Regions from separate parts of the Mus musculus genome. Here all the other regions are linked to region 3. The links are chromatin contacts, called in public Hi-C and promoter capture Hi-C maps. All regions are on one chromosome and are shown on one strand. Each heading gives the region's core, a stretch centred on a gene start, on an enhancer-like site or on the middle of the called end of the contact. The rest is flanking DNA. Distances are from core to core; before and after follow the strand shown.

Region 1 (2,730 bases), core at 79-2,578, 7.8 Mb after region 3:
ATATGCAGCCTTGAAGCTAACGTCTGCTCTCATTCATTCTCCTAAGTCCTCTTAGGCTAGTCACGTTAGGGGGTGTCCCTCGTCTCTGCTCCTGGCCCTACTTCCCCCTTTCGGAGGGAGCACTCGGCCTTTCTGAAGCGTGACAGGGAACCCAGACTCACAGGTCTGCTGGTCTGCACTTTGCAACCTAGACCCAAGCTGGGCCGGCGCGGGTGGCGGGTGGGGGTGGGGGTGCAATCGGCAAGCCCCAGGCCATAGACTCTGAACCAGCCACCGCAGGGGGACAGCTGTTGAAGGAGTTTAATTCTTACTGAGAGGACAGCTCCTGGATCCCTTGCTCTAAAGCAGGCGCACGCACAGTGTGCGGGATCTGAGGCACTGAGGAGCCGGAGAGCAAGGAGATTCCTAACCCGAGGAACTGCGAGGCGGGCCCGTTAGCTCCAGGCAGCCGGCGTCCGCAACTGCCGGGCAGCAGCAGTGAGAAGGGGGGAAGAGAAACCGGTCTGGCTGACAAGTAAACAGGGTCTTCCATCTGGACCCGCCGGCTCAGCCGGATCCTCAGACACCCTCCCTTGCACCCCTTGCCCTCCCGCAACTACTCCTCCAACTCGCTCGGAGGGTCGGGGGACCCCAGCCAGAGGCGAACGCTGCTCCTGCCCGCGCAGATCTCGGCCTCTGGCGTGAGGAAGCTGGCCGCCAGACTAGTGCCTGGCGCCGGGGCCAGGTCGTCTGGGTGCCGGGTGGGAACCGACCCGGCGATCTCCCGCCCGAGACTCTGCTCCGCGCCCCGGGTCCCCAGGTTTCAGCTGCCGGGTCTCGCAGCCCCTTCGGGCGGCACAGTGGGAGCCTGCGGGATTCCACAGTGGCGCAAGGAGTGAGGGGTAGATCGCCCTGGGCGGGAAGGCTGGCCGGCCTCCTCGGAATGGGGGACTCGCCACCCGGAGGAGACCGCGCGAAGCCGGGGCGCGGAAGGAAGGGAGAGCGGCCACGTCTTCCGGGACCCCGGCGCCCAGCCCTCCCGCCGCCCCGGTCGGCCCTCTCCCCGCGCCCACTGCCCAGCCGCTTACCTTAATAGTCCCGTCCATTTGGCCAAGTCTGCAGCCGAGCCCCCCAATATTCCACACATTGACCCGGTTACAGCCTGACCTCGTAGCCCCTTCAGATTAGCCCGGCGCGGCCTCTTTGGCGCCCTGGGCCCTCTCTGAGTGCCCCCTGCGAGCGCCCTGCCCTCGCTCCCCTGTGCACGTTTGTTGTTGTAGCGGATCGAAAAAGAGACAGTTAACCGGATGAAACTTTTTTTCAGCTAATTTTGGGAAGTGACTTCACTTTGCGATCGGGGAGGAAGTCCTATCTCTCTCTCTCTCTCTCTCTCTCTCTCTCTCTCTCTCTCTCTCTCTCTCTCTCTCATCTCGCCCTCTCCACTCTCTGCTCTCTCTTGTCTTCCCTCCCCCACACCCCCTCGTCCTCTCCTCGCCCTGCTTTTCGCATCACTCGCTATATAAATATACGCGGGATGCCCAGTTACATTCATGCACTGCGCACACAGGATACTTGCTCCTGGGAGATAAGAGCTGGCCAGGAACAATGACGGGGTCCACGCCCAGTATCCGCTCCCTGATTCCTGAAGTCTGCAACTCCCCCATCACCTTCCCCCCAAATCCAAAGCCAAACGCCTCTGGCCTCTTTCCTTTCCCTTGGGCCTTTGGCCGAAGGTGGCCCTCCTGACTCATTCACTTTCCGTTTCTTCCCACAGATACATTCATTAATGCTTTTTCCAGCCGGAGTCAAACTTTTTTGGGGATGGGAGGAAGACGGCGGAAGAGTTTGTTAGAACAGGGGATAACCTGGCGATGCTGACCGCCAGGGGAGATTCGGATGCAGATCAAGGCAAACCTACTATTTTTAAAAAGGAAGGAAGGAAGGAAGGAAGGAAGGAAGGAAGGAAGGAAGGAAGGAAGAAAGAAAGAAAGAAAGAAAGAAAGAAAGAAAGAAAGAAAGAAAGAAAGAAAGAAAGAGAGGAGCCGAAGAGAGTTTTTGCATCTAAGCGCTGGTCTCCGGATAGGCTCAAAGCGAATTCTGGGTCCCGCGGACCTGACCTGTCAAGGGCTCAATACCTCAAGCTTTGTTAGCAGAGAGATGCCCATGCTTTGGCGCGCCTCGACTCCGGGCTCCACAGCCCGCTAAGGAGGTAGACCAGCCACAACCTAGGCTTTTTGAGTTAAATTCTCTCACCTATCAGGACCCGACGGCCCAAGTTCTTCAATACCATCGCAGCCCCCAAGGAACTGACACCAGGGCGAGCTTGCCCTCCACACTACGCAGCAGGACCCAGGAGCGCGGCGAGCCGCGGCTCAGCAGAGACCCCACCTTGGATGAGAACGGGCAGTCTAAGGGTCCAAGCTAGGGACTGTCATTCCCAACCAGCGGCGTGGCCCGCTTTACCGGCTCGGTTCTTTCTGCTATCCCCCGCGCCTCCCCTGCTGGACCCAGGAGCTCTCTTGTTAAGGCTTCTCTGGGGTATCGGCGCTGGCGGCCTGACTCCCATCTCCCAGACTTTGAAAACAGGTTACCTTTTTCCACGCTCTTCAGACCACGCTGTGGACTTTCTCACTATTATTTAAGAGTCCTCCCGGGAAAAGAGGGGAAAAATTCCAGAGCAGATCCGAATAAATTGGAAAGGAAAAAAAAATCAAGAGGGTGTCCACGGCGGCAAGAAGGTGACTTATTAAT
Region 2 (2,700 bases), core at 167-2,666, 7.1 Mb after region 3:
TATTACATTTAGCAGCTTTTTATCCCCGAAGTTCAGAAAAGAAGTCTGGGAACCACTGCAGTGGGCACACACTTCCATTTTTCCAATTATAATTTCGTGAGTTTGTTTCATGGCAGTCATACAGCAAGCACAGAACCAAAGGCCCAAAGCACTTGTTTGCTCTCAGTGGAAAGCACAGTCAAGAACTTCCTTGAAAATATTTTCAACTGTTTTAGCTCCACCTAACTTTTTTGTAGCCTGATCCCCATCTGCCAGGGAACTTTGAAACCCAGAGCTTCTCTAAATGTACACCCTGTTTTAAATGTCTTTGGATTGATTTCCTACAGATCTACTTTTTCAATGTAATTACTAAATTCTCTGTTTCCTTCCTATTGGTCTAGTTTTTGTGGACAGAGGAAACCAGGTTTGAGGGTTTTTTTTTTTTTAAAAAAACTGTTACTAGTGTTGGTTTTAGTCACTTAAAACAAACAAGGGGTTTATCCTTTCTGCTTGTGTCAAAACTCAGCACAGCCCAAAACTACTTTCCTGAGGGCAATCATTTTAAGTAAAGTTTGATGTAGTCACAAGTTTATTTTGAAGCCCATGAAACCGATTTACCTGTAAAATTACAAAAGAGGCTGGGCAATCTAACTCTAGGTGAAAGATGAGACCACCAAATTAAAGTTGAAACTGACAAGCTCACTGCGTGAAACCGCCTAGGCACTGAATCTGTTCAAGTGTTTGAAGTTTCTCACTAAAACCCCCGGTAGTGCCAGGGAGAAGGACGCTTTCTCCAAGAAGCCAGGACAGTTATGCTACATTGGCGTCTCACTCCAAGGACCACTTGGTCTTAACTCATCTCCCATCCAGGGAGCAGTACCTGCCCAGGCCCGGTTGCAAACGCTTTTGAATGCCCACCACTGGCGGGCGAGTCTGTTCTTGCAAGGACGCAGGAAAAGAATCCTTTGGTCCCTCTGGCTCTCAGGTTGGAAAGCAGAGGCGACCGCACACGGGCAAAAGTACAGCAGCCCACTATATCGCCCAGCGGTTGTCTTACCGGTACAAGAGTGCAGGGGCTTGGGTCGCACCACCAGCGACGGGCACACAGAGTAGAGGGAAAGTTTCTCAAAGTAGTCGCAGGTCTCCTTGGAGAGGATCTCATCGATCATGAAAGTCTTGTAGCGCCGCCTGGCTGCTTTGAGCTGGCCGGGTGAGCTCAGCCTCAGTTCCGCGTGGCAGTGCATGGTGAGCCGGGACCAGAGCCTGGCGACCTGAGCGCGGCGAGCGCCTGGCCGTCCGGGACCGCAGGAGGTGGCTCGCTGGCTGGGGCCTGAGCCCCGCTCCTCGGCAGCCAGAGGGGCGGCGGGGCCCGGGGAGGCGCGCAAAGCAGAGAGGGCACGGGCGCGCCTGCTGCGTCTACACCCACCCGCCGAGCAGCATCTTTGACTACAGCCTTTTTGGGACACCGCAGCTGTCAATCAGCGCGCACTTCCTGCAGGGCCAGGTGCGGAGCGCGAGCCGAGGGGCGTCGGCCGCTACCCCGCCCCTGCGCGCCCGTGCGGCTGGGGTGCTGACCTGCGCACCCCGGGTCCGACCGCTCTTGCCCGCTGCCTCCCGCCGATCCGAGAGTCGAGCGCTCCCCAGGCGGCTCTATTTTAAGACACTCGCTCCGGTTCTCCTTTCCCCCTCCCCCAGCTCCAGGTGTGTGTACGGGTGTGTGCGCGCGCTCGTGTGTGTGTGTGCACGCGCAGGACTGCGGGCGCGCGCCTCCTTCTCCAGGGACTCAGGAGTCTAGCCGCCACTTTTCCGAGTCGCATCGCCCCTCTGTCCTCCCTTAGCGCCAGTCCTGCTAAAGGGGGCACCGCTCCCGCCCCTCCGCCCCCGCAACCCTATAGGCAGCTATGTCCACACCTCTTGCCATAAAGCAGTGGCATCTTCATCCAGAATCGCGAAGCTCCGGGCTCCAGAGCGCGCGCTTTCCGACGACCACCGAGCCTCACTTGTCCCCGCTGGGCCATTTCCCTAAACCACAGTGTCCTCTCTCAACCCAGCCCACAGCTCCGAAGCCCGCGCTGCAGCCGTGCGCTCCCGAGGTGGGGCATTTGCTCCAAGGTTGCAAACTTGATTGCCTCACTACGACCCCAAACTACAAATGAATTTAGCACACTCCGTTATCCCAATTATAAACTAGGGTAGTAATGTGGTGTGTGTGAGTGTGTGTTTAAATTCTGTTCATACAACGGTTTTCTTTTGCCAGAAAGGGCCAAAACAGCGGGATCGCGACGTGCCCGCGGCCCTTCCAAAGTTAGCCCAAATTCTGGCTTTTCCTAGTGCCCAATCCCGCTTTCCATTCCGGGGTATAACACACTTCTGGTATTGGGGGATGGTTTGCCTCTTTCTTCCTAGCGTCCTAATCTCAGAATCTGTTCCTACCAATGTCTGTACGAACTTTGTTCCTAACCACAATCCTTGCGTTAGAGCGTCCGGCCCGCACCTAAGCGCCTAGGACAGCTCCTGCTGTCAGTGACTCTTCCAGCCGGCCGGCCGGCCGTGGGAAACGACCTCCGGGTGCACTCCCAGCCCCCAAGACTGTGCCCCTGAAGTGGTGTGCGCAAGCTGGAAAAGAAACGGACAGCGGGGACACAGAATTTGGGACAAAACAGCCGATGGTGTTTGCCTGACGCTCGCACGGTGCGACTGATCCCGTGGCTACGCGCTCCG
Region 3 (2,700 bases), core at 123-2,622:
CAAGGCCCTTAGAATAGCAACTCATTTTCCCTGGGTTGTAAGGGTTTTCAGAACCCCTATCCTGAGCAGTTGCTTTTATACAACTCTCGTGTGCTCAAGACACCCTCACCGCTCATCTCTCTTTAATCTGTGCCTAGTTTCCTCTGTAAAGAAAACAGTTTTTATAGAGACAGTGTTAAATTTCGAGGAATTTGGGGAGGCCTTGCCAGTCTCAATTGAAAATCGCAAGTATAAAATGGGGGTTCCTGACCAAAAAAAAAAAAAAAAAAAAAAGCCGGCTCTTGCGTGGAAAAACCGGCCTATTTTATAGTCCTTTTCAGACATATTAAGACTGTTAATTGTGATAGAAAAATTAAACTGGCTTCTTGTGAAGTCTCAGAGTCTTTGATTCCAAGCGCAGGCTTGGGTGTTATATACCACCGTGGATCCCGAATCTTAACCCTTACTTGTCCTTGAATTTGTTTTCATTCAAACAAACAAATTTGTACAGCATTCATACTATCTAAGTGATGTCGAGATTCCAAGAAACTGGGGAAAGCGAATACAAACACAAGCCGGTAGTGAGAATTCACTACCTTTAATTGATGGTGAAGCCTCCAAAGAAAACTTGAGAGGAAAAGAAAAAAAAAAAGTCTTTCTCCCAGGACCGAATTCTGGTCCATACTCTGAGACTTAGCAGTAGATCCAGACGGTAGAAAAAGCCACCTTTGCTTCCCGCGGAGCAAACTGCCCGCACCCGGGAAACAGATTAGCAGGGCCCATACTGACTGCCTAGTACCCCGACTTACCCAGGGGTTTGATGGTGTTCTCTGCTGCCTCCTTCTCCTTGGGGCCGCCGCTGGACATAAGCGCGGCGATGGAGAAGGCATTGGCTCGAGAGGAGAGCTGGGGCTTGGGCGACGCCGTGAACTCCATGGTTCCCAGCGTGCGGTCCTGCTCAGGAACCTGGACTGACAAACCACAGTCCAGCTTCCCCAAAGGGAGACAAAGACCCGAAACTGCAGCTCAAAGTTCCAGAGAGCAAGCAAAGCGGAACTGGGGACCCCCCCGAAGCGTCCGTTCCCAGGTTTTGATGGCCTCTCCAGTCCACTAGAGCAAAGCAGGGGAGCCGCAGAGACTTCGAACCAGCAGGAAAGCAGGGTGGGGACCAGCCGGGAACTCAAAACTGTAAGCCCACTGCGCAAAACGCGGGGTCCCCAGCACCCACGCCGAGTTCTCCCTCCCTTCCCTCCTTGGGTCCGCTGAGTGGCCCAAGTCCGAGGAGGTGACGATCGGCGTGGGACTCTAGAGGGTGCGGAAACCAGGGAGTCGGATCTCCTCTCTGCAGAGCGCAGCAAGGCGCGACCTAAACTGTGCCTAGGCGCCTGCTGCCTCGCGCCTTAATTTGCTGGCGGTGGCCATCCCTGCGGGCAGCAGCCAGTCAGCGTGGTCTCACGTCACTGCTTCCAGACTGTGCGGAGTGGGGCGGGGCCGAGCGGCGCAGGGAGAGAGCGCCTAGGGCACTGCGCCCTCCTGCCTCTGCGCTCCCGGTGGAGAGCCGGAGAAGACGCACAGTGAACAGGGTGGCGGAGCTAGCCGGACCGCCTCCGCCCAGAGTCTCAGATCCCGCAGGAGGGAAGCATGCGCTGTCTAGAGAGGCACTTTCACTGCTACCCAGAAACAGGCATTTGCGTTGCTCTGGACTGAATGTCACCAAAGGAAGTCCTACTGAGTTCCGCATTTTCTACCTTTCCTACTGGAGCTCCCAAATAGTTGAGAAGGGCCCAGTAGAGCAAATTCCTCATCGCTGAGCGGCATTAACCTGGTGACGCAGCACAGTGCCTAGTGCTAGGTCCCCTACTTGACAGTCCCCAAGTTATGTCTCTTTTCACAGAGAGCTGGAGAGGCAGGGCTCTGGGAAAGAATGCTGAGCTGCAGGGTGCCTGTAGGAAGGATACTTTGTTTTGATTTTTTGTTTGTTTTTGTTGATTTTGTTTTTGGCGAACCTGGCTTTCTGCTGTGTGGTGGTTTGTTTCCCTTCTAGTCTGGGTTTTCTATTCTGGAGACTCTGAAAGTAGGGAAGTGGCCTGAAGCAAGGAGGGGGGGTCAGGACTTGGAGCTCTAAGGGGACCATGCGATGCATAGTGACTTTCTGGCTCCTCCCCCGCCCCCCCCCCACACGGAACCATCTATCTGCCTTGCAGACGCAGACTGGGCTAAGGACTTCCCACAGCCTTGTGGAGGGAGTCCTGTTGGCCTTGCTCAGTCTAAATAATTCGAATTCTCCAAATTCGCGGGGTAATCCGCTTCACTCTCAACCATGTAAACTCTAGAGGACACACACACTCAAGCTATACTTGTAAATATTTGCTCTCCTTTCCAGCCAGTTGATCTGGCGATTAGGAACCTCTTGGTAGGTCTTAAGGGGGTAGGGGAGGGGTGGGGTGAAGAACATAAAAAGAAAGACATACCCTGTCTCCCATTGCATCCTCTTCACAGCTCCCGAAACATAGTTATGGGCGAAATCGAGAGCCAGAATAACTATGAAGAACATCCCGTGTAAACAGAATGTTGGCATCTGAGGAAGTTCTGATTTAGACTGGCCTGGCCATCCTGTCTATGTTTGCTCGTTTCAGCATTTGGGTTGTAATGTGTCAATGTTGAGGGAAATTAGAAATTAGTAAAACTGCAGACTTTTCATACTAGAAGGTTTTTTTTTTT

The links. Promoter capture Hi-C pulls out the DNA fragments that hold promoters and counts their contacts. Hi-C and Micro-C count contacts between places; a contact is called where the count stands out from the background.
Region 1: a Hi-C map of embryonic stem cells shows a contact between it and region 3, with 9 times the contacts expected there. The contact joins the promoter of Fli1 here to the promoter of Tbx20 in region 3. A contact is called at or near these places in 2 of 39 promoter capture datasets (cranial neural crest and embryonic stem cells), 5 of 484 Hi-C or Micro-C datasets (embryonic stem cells and epiblasts) and 1 of 115 datasets of contacts at active chromatin or transcription factors (embryonic stem cells).
Region 2: a promoter capture Hi-C map of second pharyngeal arch cranial neural crest shows a contact between it and region 3. The contact joins the promoter of Barx2 here to the promoter of Tbx20 in region 3. A contact is called at or near these places in 3 of 39 promoter capture datasets (cranial neural crest, frontonasal cranial neural crest and second pharyngeal arch cranial neural crest).

Annotation. Positions count from the first base shown.
Region 1 is chr9:32,540,124-32,542,853 of GRCm38.p6, forward strand. Fli1 (Friend leukemia integration 1) reads right to left here and starts at 1,329. Exons shown (of 9, transcript NM_008026.5): 1 at 1,068-1,329. The coding sequence starts at 1,085.
Region 2 is chr9:31,911,869-31,914,568 of GRCm38.p6, forward strand. Barx2 (BarH-like homeobox 2) reads right to left here and starts at 1,417. Exons shown (of 4, transcript NM_013800.2): 1 at 1,037-1,417. The coding sequence starts at 1,223.
Region 3 is chr9:24,772,931-24,775,630 of GRCm38.p6, forward strand. It overlaps Tbx20 (T-box 20), which reads right to left and starts at 1,373. Exons shown (of 8, transcript NM_194263.2): 1 at 789-1,373. The coding sequence starts at 915.